Regions from separate parts of the Bos taurus genome. Here region 2 is linked to region 1. The links are chromatin contacts, called in public Hi-C maps. All regions are on one chromosome and are shown on one strand. The core of a region is the stretch at or near the end of the contact, and the rest is flanking DNA. Distances in the headings are between cores, read along the strand shown.

Region 1 (5,911 bases), core at 1,369-3,868:
AGATTGCTTTCTTTTTTTAAAGGAATCTCAGATCTACAGAAGAAGCACTGAAGATTATTAAGATAGTGGTTTCTCTCTCTCTTTTTTTTTTCTTCTTAGTTTCTATCTCTTAGTGCACTGCTGAAGAGAAGTTGGACAGCATTGGGAGGCAGGAGAAATAAATATTTTTTTTAAATGTTTCTGTTTTTATATTATCAATTCCAACCAACAGTATTTAAAAAATTTATTACCTCATTTATTTCTGGCTGCATTAGGTCTTTGTTGCATGCATGGGCTTTCTTTAGTTGCAGTGCTCAGGCTTCTCATTGTGGTGGCTTCTCCTGTTCCAGATGGGCTTCCCTGGTAGCTCAGACAGTAAAGAACCTGCCTTCAATGCTCTTGTTGCAGACCACAGATTCTAGGGCTCTAGTTGCCCTTCAGTATGTGGACTCTTTCTGAGCCAGGGTCAAACCCATGTCCCCTGCACAAGAATCCTGGCAGGAGGATTCTTAACCACTGAACCACTAGGGAAGTCCAGAAAAAATAAATATTACAAACTAGAAGAGGCTTCTTGAGGCTGCTCTGGGTCTCAGAAGGCTCATCTATATATCAAGCTTATTACTACTGGCTGAAGATAGAAGGATGGGTCAGGTGTGGGTGGTTTGTTATTTGTTTAGTCATCAGCTCTAAGATCTATGATTTTATGAATACAATCAAAATTCAGAAGAAAAATATTAAAGTCTATAAGGTAAAACTCTGAATTATTTTACAGATTCAATTCAGTTCAGTCGCTCAATCGTGTCCGAATCTTTGCAACCCCATGAATCACAGCATGCCAGGCCTCCCTGTCCAACACCATCTCCCGGAGTTCACTCAGACTCACGTCCATCAAGTCAGTGATGCCATCCAGCCATCTCATCCTCTGTCGTCCCCTTCTCCTCCTGCCCACAATCCCTCCCAGCATCAGAGTCTTTTCCAATGAGTCAACTCTTCGCATGAGGTGGCCAAAGTACTGGAGTTTCAGCTTTACCATCATTCCTTCCAAAGAACACCTAGGGCTGATCTCCTTCAGAATGGACTGGTTGGATCTCCTTGCAGTCCAAGGGACTCTCAAGAGTCTTCTCCAACACCACAGTTCAAAAGCATCAATTCTTCGGCGCTCAGCTTTCTTCACAGTCCAACTCTCACATCCATACATGACCACAGGAAAAACCATAGCCTTGATTACCTGAAAGCACATTAATGTCATCATTAATGTTAACATTAATTAAAATGTTAATCAATGCAGTTGTCAACTCGATTGATAGCTCTGGGATTATCTGTAATCACCCACAGAGACTAGCTTCTAACTTTATGTACATACACACACCCACAAATTAATATATCTCTGTTCAGAGTTATATGTTTAATGAGTAACTACAAAAAGATATAAAATGATGATCTCAAACTTGAATGCTTGAAACATCATTGAAGTGTACCCTTCGCATAAGTACTTTGAAAGTACTTCCAAACTTTGAATAAGAAGCCAACTTTCTCCCAATAATCTCGTTTTCAGCCCCCAATTTATGATTATTTTATTACTTTGGGTTAGGTTAAATTTAAATTACTATATTAAGTTGCAAAATTATATGTACCAGATGTTTTAAGGCCTTGATCAATAGCTTTGGAGCTATTCTCTATCCACCTCCTTAAAACAGTTCTTCCAAATTTTTCCTTCCGGATCTTTGGTTGTATCTGCTGAAGTTCTCTCTCTGTCTCTGTCTTATTTTATATCCACTCCCCTCCCCCTATCTTTAATAGGAAATCTGGATTCAAATACTTTTTCTTTTACCACTGACCCACTGAAAGAATTTTTTTGACATAGTGTTTCCCATTTATTTCTATTAGTATAGACTCCTAGATATTCATTTTATTTAATGGTTTATAATCCATTAGTATTATTTTGATGCTAAAATTATCCCAGTTTTTGACATTGGAAGACCCTTAAAGCTGCCAACTGTGTCCTTTTGACCAAGTTCTCATTATTTTTTAGCACTTCCTCATCTTCTAGATCAGGTTCATCCTGTTCTTTACCTGCCTCAGCCCTACAATCCGTCTTTTCTCCAAGGAGCCATGGCAGAGTCATGGTTCTTTTTATTGGAGAATGAGATCTGGAAACCAAGATTTATGTGCTTGATGTATTATACTACTGGCTTATCATTCGCTTGAGCTATAAGAATTTCTTATCTTCTCTCACCACATATCAGATAGGCTTTACATTCCATTGCAAATCTGGCTGTAGAAGTCAGTGGATTTTAATTGTTATCATTTTATTATCTTTCTCACATCTGACTCCATTTTGAGTCAAATGTGCTTTAGACAGACAGAAACTTAATGCACTTAAACTATTCCGGACTGTTTCCGTTTGGAAACCTGCAGAAGGGAAGCCCGTGGTCACTGGTGTGCAATACACACCTGTGTCCTCCGGAGTCCGCTGTTCTTCGCCCAGCACAGCCCCACAGCTTTCTCAAACCTGGAGTGTCTGCAACACTTTGCAAGGACACAGTGGAGGGGGCAAGTCAGCCCTCCGACTTCCTCCTGACGCCGCCTCTGATTGGCTCTGGGCATACAAGAAACGGGTGAATGAGCGGCTGGCCCTCGCAGAAACTTGCTTGAGGTCTTTGGGTGGTATTGCCCTTTCCTCCTCGTCCGTCCGGCAGGCCCGCCGAGCCGGAGGAGGATGAGGTCGTCCTGTGTCCTGCTTACCGCCCTATTGGCGCTGGCTGCCTATTACATCTACATCCCTCTGCCCAGCTCCGTCTCCGATCCCTGGAAGCTGATGCTGCTGGACGCCACTTTCCGGAGCGCACAGCAAGTGGTGAGACGCAGCCCGGGGCTGATTCTCTGTCCCTTCTCTTAAGCAATATTTTAGGGGGAAAGAGAATTTCCGGCCTTTGTCCCATGAGATGGATATTTTTGTGGCGCAATAAGGCTATTGCTTTTTAGTGGTTCAGGCTGACATTTTCAGGATGTCGCATTCGCTTCTTGTCTAGCAGCGGGTTAGGTCTGTGTATAGGTCTTCGTCTGTGTTGATTCCGGAGAAGGAAGTTCTTGAGCAGAATTTGACGACTGTTTAAATCCTTCGTCTTTCCTAAATGCCACCTTCTATCTTGGTTTGCAACGTCAAAAATCAAGCTTCCAGCGTTTTTTATAACCCACCCCTCCCCCATTTTGTTCTCTTATAGAGGGCGGCAGAGAGCGAGTTAAGTGTTGTAGGAAGGCTCTGGTTCCTGGGAATGCAGCCACCTTAAGAGCAGACTTGGCACGGTGATCTCGCACTGTGTCCGACAGTGGAGCCCTCCATTGCCACGGGCAGCAGCCTGGGCTCCCACAGTACTTAGGGGACGGCACAGATCTGCACGTCATGGCCGGCACTCCTCAGCTCAGCCCAACAAAGGAGGCGGAGAGGCCTGGCTGGCTGCGGGAGAGGCTGTGGAGGTAGTGACAGCAGGTTTGCATGATGCTCTTGTTTTGCGCCTGCCCTGCAGCGTTTCATGTATGTCCTTAACTGTAGAAGAGCTAACCTTTGCCTGAGTCAGGATATCCAGGCTTAGCCTGGCAGGGTGACAGTTCTTTCCTGTACAGTGAGTGTATATATTTTTTAACCCCGTAGACAGAAAAATGTAACTTTCTGGTTTATTCTATGTCAGAGGCATTATTTTTAGTGCCAGACAATCTAAAATGTAAACTACAATCAGCTATCAAGTCTGAGCCCTATGACTGAACAGGGTTTTCTGAGCATCCTGCTCTATCTAAACTCCTGACCCTCCCCCCAGACCGAGATTCCTCCCCTCCTCCAACCTTGGGCTTTAACCTCAGGTTATTTTTGTAAATTCCTTTAAAGAATGACAACTAGGGAGAGAGAGAGGAAGAAAAAGAAACAAACAGGATTTTCCTAGAGGATTGATATTCCTTTTCCCTGTGCATTCCAACTGTGTGTAGGATTACCTAGTCTCTGAGGCGTTGTCCTATCACAAATCCCTTAACTAGGGTATTATAGCACATTTCTAGGAAGATTTTGCTTTTCTTGAATCCAGCCACATTTCCACCGTCAAGTCTCGCATTTTCTCTTAGGAAGGGTCTATGAGGCAATAGAGCCTCTTCCTTCCCTCCTGCTTACTACAATGTTGACAAGACGAAAGAATGACAATCCCCTTCTCTAGCATTGGCTCCAAGAAAGGCAGTCTTGTGCAGGATGCTCTGCAATCACTCTCTTCCTCCAGAAATTTTGTAGCTGGGGAGTAGCACCCTTTAAAGATTCTGGGATACAATGATATTTACCTGGGTGGCTTAAATGGCCTTCTACAGTAAAAAGAATAATGCCTAATGATAAGAAAAACAAAAAGAAAGAAAAAATAAGTCAAACTACTGTGTTGGCCACAGAGATTATTCTTTCCTTTCTGATCCAAGGAAATCTTCCCTATCATAAGTAATTTGAAAAAAGCCATGATTGAACAAATGTCTTTCTTCCCCAACAAAGCAACCAGTCCAGTAAGACCTTTGGACCTTACAGTCATCTGCAGCGTGTGCCCTTAGCTGGTGTTTGGGAATGATAATGTAATAGTGCCAGGTCACAGAGACAGATAAGGTAGCAGAGTATCCTCACTGGACACTGTGGCTGGGGTTGAGTTAGCACACAAGTGGTTCTTATCATTTGTCTTCAGAACTGTAAAACATCAGAAAGATCATTCAGCCCACAAGAAAGCATATTCCACCCTGGAAAGCAATTTACCAGTGTCACTTCAAATTGTCCTGGGGAAAAGGCAATGTGCTTGACACTTGGTGGTAAACAGAGCATGACTGTCATGCCTCCCTGAATCCCTCCTCAGCCAGGCCACTTGCTGGCTGAGAGGCCAGCCCATTAACTAACCTTCTCTGACCCTCAGCTTTCCTTGTATAGTAGGGCTGATAGCTTTTGATGCTTTGTAAGAGTGCTGTAATGTATTTTAATGGCTGGAATTGGTTGTAGTTATTCTTCTAAGTGGACTTCCCTGGTGGCTCAGACGGTAAAAGCGTCTGCCTACAATGCGGGAGACCTGGGTTCAATCCCTGGGTTGGGAAGATCTCCTGGAGAAGGGAATGGCAACCCACTCCAATATTCTTCTACATATTGTCCCAAAGGGCCACTGTGGGTTGTGGGGAAAATCTATAGTACTGCTCAACTTTGTTGAAACAATAAAATAAACGTAAACTGGAAGTAGACTACCTCATTGAAACCTGGAATGCTACCACTAAATTGCCTGGCATAAAGTTTTTTGCCCACATCATTTTACTTTGAATTGATTGGCTCCATTACAAAAGCTACTTCAGAGGTAAGGCTTGGTCAACTTAATACAGCAGGCACCTGCCTAATATCAAGAAATGTGAAGGCTTGGGACTTCCCTAGCGGTCCAGTGGTAAGACTCTGTGCCTTTCACTGAAGGGGGCATGGGTTTGATCCCTGGTTGGGGAACTAAGATGCCATGTGGTGTGGCCAAAAAAAAAAAAAAAAAGTGAATGCTACTTTTATTCTGTTGTCATTGGCAAATGCTTCACCACTCCCTGTCCCTTCTCATCTCCTTTATCTTCTGCAGATGAGTCAGAGTATTGAGATTATGTTCATTGTGCTTTTCTTCCTTGGGGTCCTTCAATACTACCTAAGAAGAAGTTACTTAGGATCTTTCTCAAGTCATCTCAAACACAGATGCTACATTAGAGTCACCTAGGAAGCCTTCAAAAATCCTAATGCCCAGTTCACAACGTATACCAAATTTATGCAGAATCTCTGGGAGAGGAGTCCCAGGAAGCAGTATTTTAAACAGTTCCCAAGGTGATTTCAGTGCGCAGCAAAAACTGAGGACCACTACTGTGTAAGTTAAATACACTGCTGATGTAGATTATATTTTTGTTAAAC
Region 2 (5,911 bases), core at 1,687-4,186, 53 kb after region 1:
AGGAAATTAGTCTTGAATATTCATTCGAAGGACTGATGTTGAAGCTGAAACGCCAATGCTTTGGCCACCTGATGTGAAGAGCTGTCTCGTTTGAAAAGATTCTGATGCTGGTAAAGATTGAAGGAGGGAGGAGAAAGAGACAACAGAGGATGAGATGGTTGGATGGCATCACCGACTCAAGGGGCATGAGTTTGAGTAAACTCCGGGAGTTGGTGATGGACAGGGAGGCCTGTCCTGCTGCAGTTCATGGTGCCGCAAAAAGTCAAACTGACTGAGCAACTGAACTGAACTGAACTGAATGAATAAATACACTTTGAGTTGGGTTAATGACTTCAGAGAGTTGTTACAAGAATCAGTTTGGACATCTGAGATGAAAGGGCCTTGGATACTCTAAGGCACTAGGCAAGTCTGGAGACTCAGTGCCCTAGCCCATGTACAGAAAGGTCCAACTTTATTCATCAACACGTTTGGAACTCACAGAACTTTTCTTTGCAGCAATATTGAGCTAAGGTGATTAGGATCCATCCAGGCCAGCCACCCCTGAAGAGCCACATAACCTTTATATTCTAGTTGAGGTATGGCCAACACCATATGACTGTGATGTTTCTCTTGGAAAGTATGTTCAGAGGTCTCCTCTTTCTTCCTTCTTCTATTCCATAAATATCTATTGACTTCCTGTAGTGTGCCAGCTATTTTGTTAAATTCTGATGCATAACAGTGAGACAAACATAAACTCTGCCTTCATAGCGTATACAGTCTAGACAGGAAAGCAAATCTTGAACAAATAATGTTAATAATGTGATAAGTGATTTGAAATAGAAAGGGAAGTAGTAATGGAGGCATCTATGTTACCTAGTTCGAAGGTTTGAATTGCACTCCTAAGGATGAGCAGAACCTAGTTAAAAGAGTGAGTTGGTCATGGAAGTACAAAGTGGGGAAATGAGAGGGATTGGGAGGAAAGGAGGAGGATGAGAACATTAAGGAAATGAAACATGAGAGGTGACTAATGGAGGGACTCATGCTTCTGGAAATAACTAAGGAAAATAAGAAATATGGGTGTATACCTGGGAGCCTTCAGAAATATGGTGGACTCTTGATTCTCTTGGAATTCCTTCTCCTAGCAGGGAGGCTGTCTGGACACAACTGCTCCTTATCCTTGAGGCTAACAGGAGTGGGTAGTGATGTCATGGCTTTGTTTCAGTGTGGGGATGGCCTTCTGGAAGGTTATATATAATCTGAGGAAGCTGATAGGCAAGGGTTGAGGATGAAATCACTTCATATGAAGCACAACCATGAGCTGGAACTCCTGAGTTAACATCATTGGTATTGGCTCAAGATTCTGGGGACAGATCTAACAACTTCATCTTTATCTAACAAGGTAGATAAAGATCTCAAGGCATAAAAATAGGCCATGACTTCTATTCAGTAGCTTCAATAACGCTATGCTATTTTTACACATAATTGCACAATAAGTCTCCAGTATTCTTGCCTGGAGAATCCCAGGGACAGGGGAGCCTGGTGGGCTGCCGTCCATGGGGTCACACCGAGTCGGACACGACTGACGCGACTTAGCAGCAGCAGCACATTAAGTATTTGTGAAGTAAATGAAAGAGTTCACCTTATAATATCAAAAATACATGGATGTATCCTCATTTACATAATCTGGGAGGGAAGTTTATGTTTATAAGCTTATTTTCATAAACTTCAGTGTAGTTTAACTACAGTTTATATAATGAAACACAATACTAAAACCATAAAACATCAGGGAGAAGGAATATTTAATTTTTTTGAAAGATAAGATGCTAATGTACAGCATGGGGAATATAGTCAGCAATATTGTATTAACTATGTATGGTGACAAATGGTAACTAGACTTATTGTAGTCATCATGTCATAATATATATAAATGTCAAATCAGTATGTTGTACATACAATATAATATTGTGTGGTCATTGTACTTCAACTACAAAAAGATAAAATGTAAGGTAATAACAAAGTATTATTATGCTGGATATTATTAAATTCTAGCTTTTTTGGTTGTGAAAAATGGTTTCAAGTTGTGTTTTGCTTAAGTCTTTGCTACACTCAAACTTTCTATTTTGTGTTGATGGAGACCTTTTCCCATCCACCAAATATCAGGTAGCACTATGCACAGAGAACTTAAAACTTGACAGAGCTGTAAAGAGGAACGTTGCTCAGTAGACAGAAAGGAAGCTGGAATGTGTATCTTGGTCTGCTGCTAACAGAGTTATAAGCAATGGGACTTTTATGACTCTGTTTTCCTCATCCATAAGATTAGATGAGTGCAAGCTGACAAAATCACAAAGCCTCTCGGAGGCACAATGAGACATACATGTTGATAGTTGTTCAAACAAGATACTGTGAAAGACACGATGTGACAGTCACCTCACTGTGACTTGCCCTCTGCTCCTTTTCCTGCTCTTCCTCCCTGTCCTGAGTGGAGAAATCCTCACGTATCACCCTGACTCAGGCAGCCCCGGAAGGTGGGCAGACTGAATTCTTGAGGGTTCCCTCTAAGAAAGGGAAGATTTGTCCCAAACTTTCTTTTTACCCAGTCCAGGCCACTGTATTAGCAAACCTAAAGGCCAGTGTTACAAACAGTTTAATGCTACAGAAAGATATTGTGGTTTCTTTTTAAAAAGTAGGTTGTTTTAGATCCTTAACAATCATTAACTAATGAATGTCTCCTTTTTAGACATATTAAGGTAAAGTCTTCTTGACTCTGTTTTTGACTTAAAAAAAAAAAAAATCCACTGGTTTCTCTCTTGTGGTTTAGGCCTTTTAGAATTTGTAGGGAGGAGGGTGAAGCTGTACAGAAAGCCTGTGCTGTAAACAAGCAGTAAGGTAGGGAAGCTTAGTTCCACCCACACCTGAGCCCAGAGCTCAGTTTAACTTCTGAAATCACAGAGAAAGTAGGTCAGAGGGACTTTGTACCAAGCCTACTTGGGCTCCAGTGGCCCCCTGAGGGACTGCTTGGCTCTTCAGTGCCCCTTGAGGTTAAAGGCAAGGTTTGTATCTGAATGGGGGAAGGGAGGCTGGGAATCTCCCAGCTGTGTCCATAGAGAAGCCTTAACTTGTAAACAGCATTAGGGAATCACATTGTTTGAATGTATCATAATTCTAGGATCAGTCACTCCTAGGATTTTGGTGATACATCCTGACATCTGTCAGTTCTTTTGAATGTACTTATTGTCCAATCAACCAAGTTTTTGTTAAGCTCAGCTCTCCCTTGCTGAATGACTGATAGTCAAAGCTGTCTCTGGAGGCAATTTTGAGAGAAGAAACAGAAAGGAAAATGCTTCCTCAACCTTTATGCACAAACATTATTGCACAAATGAAAAGAGAAACAATTACCTATTCACAGTGTTTCATAATTTTATTTTAAATTTTATTATATATTCTTCTAAAGGAAAGGAAGCTTTACTTACTAGAAGAATAAACAGATTCTTCCTCTGGAGTTGTCTCCCTCAAACAGCACAGTAAGAGTGTAATCGTTGATTTGTTTCAGATAACCCCTGCTAAACATACAGGTTCTTTAAAACTGAGCAAAATATTAACATTTTTCAAGTTCTCAAGATGAATCTCTTGAGCTCTTCTTGGGAGACAGTAAAAAGGGGGAAAAAAAGGTGGGGGCAGAAGGCAAAAAAGGAATGTGATTTTGTCTTCCTCTTGAATCAAACAGGAGTAGAATTTTGTTCCAGAATATCATGTGTACCTTTCACCCGCCTGGCACTGCATGAATAGAACTCAGTGTCCTTGCCCACTGCAGAAGGCTGTCCTGGTGTTTCCAGGCCAGGTTATTTTGAGGAATAATGCACTTTATAACACTCTCAGAACACTAGTGTCACTCAGGGATTCCACTTCCAGAGTCCCCCTCAACTCTGGACTCATGTATCTACCTTTGACTTAAGGAGTTTGTCAGTCTTTCTGAGCATTGCTCCATCTCTCTGCTCACTGATAAAGTAGGTAATGAATTAATAGATTGTGGAAATGGCACTGCTTATACCTGGACCACTTTAGTACATAATTATGACTTTCTGTCTATTCCTAGAAGCTGGCATGTCTGTTATGACTTATTGTAAGAGAGACTTTGAGGGCTCCAAAAAAGGAGAGCTGCATTTGGCCGGGCTCTTAGAAGTTTTCATGGAGGAAGCTGCATTTGAGATGAGATTTAAAGAATGGGAACATTTGATATGGAATTGCTGGGTGAAGGGCACATGGGATGGAGAGAGGGATCAATGCTTTGGGAACAGGAACAGGAAGATGTGTTCAGAGGATACTGATGGTACGGCTGGATTCAGTGATATTTCAGAACCCTGGCATCACTTGGAGGACTTTTTCTTCAAATACAGATATGTTGGGCCCCACCTCAGATCAAATGGAATGTTTTGTAGAGGAGCTCAAACCTCAATGTTTTGTTTTTTATAAATCTCCCAAGATTATCCTAAAGTGCATACAGAGCTGAGAAACTCTGAGCTATGCAGGGCCTACAGACAGCCTTTGGAGACGTGCCTGAAGAGTAGGTGATTAAGGAACAATTTCTTTTTTTAATGTCTTTAAAGGTATATGGCTTAATATTTCCCCTACTATAACACTGCTGCTATAATGACAGATTTTACACATAAAAGGGATAAAAATTAAAATTTTGTTTGGGATGAATAAAAATATCATTATTAAATTATTAAATTTATTTAAAGATTTATCATGTATGGATAATTAAAGATGTACCATGGGCCAGACGCTGTCTCAGGTGATTTGTTTTGAGAATATCACAAAAACATTGAAATCATGAGAGAAGTTCTGGGATGTGAGAAATCTACAGTTTTGAGAATTTACTGCTTTGACGAGGTAATAAGAACACACAGGTACATTTGAAGTCTGCGGGTTTTGAAGAATGAGAATATTTTAAAAGGATGAGGCATGTGGGGTATAAATTTGGATTGTAGCTTTGCCACTTACTAGCTGTTGTAGGCTGGTTATGCATCCCCTTTGAGCTGCATGTTCACACCCTTAAACCCACAGATTCGCTCTGAGATTTGAGTGAAACCTCTGTAGAGCACCTGGTGAGCAGGAAAAAGTTAATTTTTATAGAGTGTACATATTCATTAAACTGAGTAAACCTCATTCTCAAGTTTACACCAAATTTTGTTCTTCTGGTAGGAGGCACGTGGTGTAATAGGTAGACAGAAGCTAAACACTGCAGAGTCATCTATCCTTCACTGAGTTAGGCAAATTGAGACTGTATTTGCCACAAATTCATCAGGTGCTTTAACTCAATACAACTGGGGAGGGAAAAGGCGGAATCCTCTTTGAGTACTTTGCAGGGACACAGCCTTGAGCAAAAGCAGCAGATACATGTATCTATGCATGCTTTCTTTGAGTATACCGCTCATAAATTTCCTCCTGACTCTCAGTTTTCTGTGTCTGTAATGCTATTACAGAACTATTGTGATGCTTCTCAGGTCAATTCTGAGCTACTTTGAAGGCTCATCTTACACTAGGTGACCTCAGAAATATCTAGTTTCACTGCATTCTTCAGTCTGTGAAAATAGTATCCTTTCTTGGTGTCTAAAACTAGAGAATGTTTCCAGAATGAACAAAGATAAGGGGAGGAGCAGTTTAGGAGACTGACCAAGGAAACCAAGAGGACTAGGTTGTTTACTCTGTTGCTTGAGCCAGTTATTAATCAACTCTGGAGGAGGAAATGGCAACCCCCTCAAGTATTGCCTAGAGAATCCTATGTACAGAGGAGCCTGGCAGGGTACAGTCTGTGAAGTCACAAAGAGTTGGACGTGACTGAAGCAACTTAGAGCCATTAATCAACTCATAAGATTTGAGGCAATAGAATGTTTTTTAGATTATAAGTTCCTCTTGGTTCAAAAGTCACTAA

The links. Hi-C and Micro-C count contacts between places; a contact is called where the count stands out from the background.
Region 2: a contact with region 1 is called in a Hi-C map of an unstated tissue, with 2.6 times the contacts expected there. The contact joins the enhancer-like site here to the promoter of NCEH1 in region 1. A contact is called at or near these places in 2 of 11 Hi-C or Micro-C datasets (skin fibroblasts and an unstated tissue).

The regions. Positions count from the first base shown.
Region 1 is chr1:94,816,289-94,822,199 of ARS-UCD2.0, forward strand. It overlaps NCEH1 (neutral cholesterol ester hydrolase 1), which reads left to right and starts at 2,619. Exons shown (of 5, transcript NM_001123034.1): 1 at 2,619-2,836. The coding sequence starts at 2,699.
Region 2 is chr1:94,868,670-94,874,580 of ARS-UCD2.0, forward strand. The region is part of intron 3 of NCEH1 (neutral cholesterol ester hydrolase 1); the gene reads left to right. Among named protein-coding and RNA genes, the nearest start is that of NCEH1, 53 kb to the left of the region's middle. Within about 2 kb of position 2,937, at least 11 of the 102 cell types and tissues checked have an H3K27ac peak or open chromatin away from gene starts, as enhancers often do.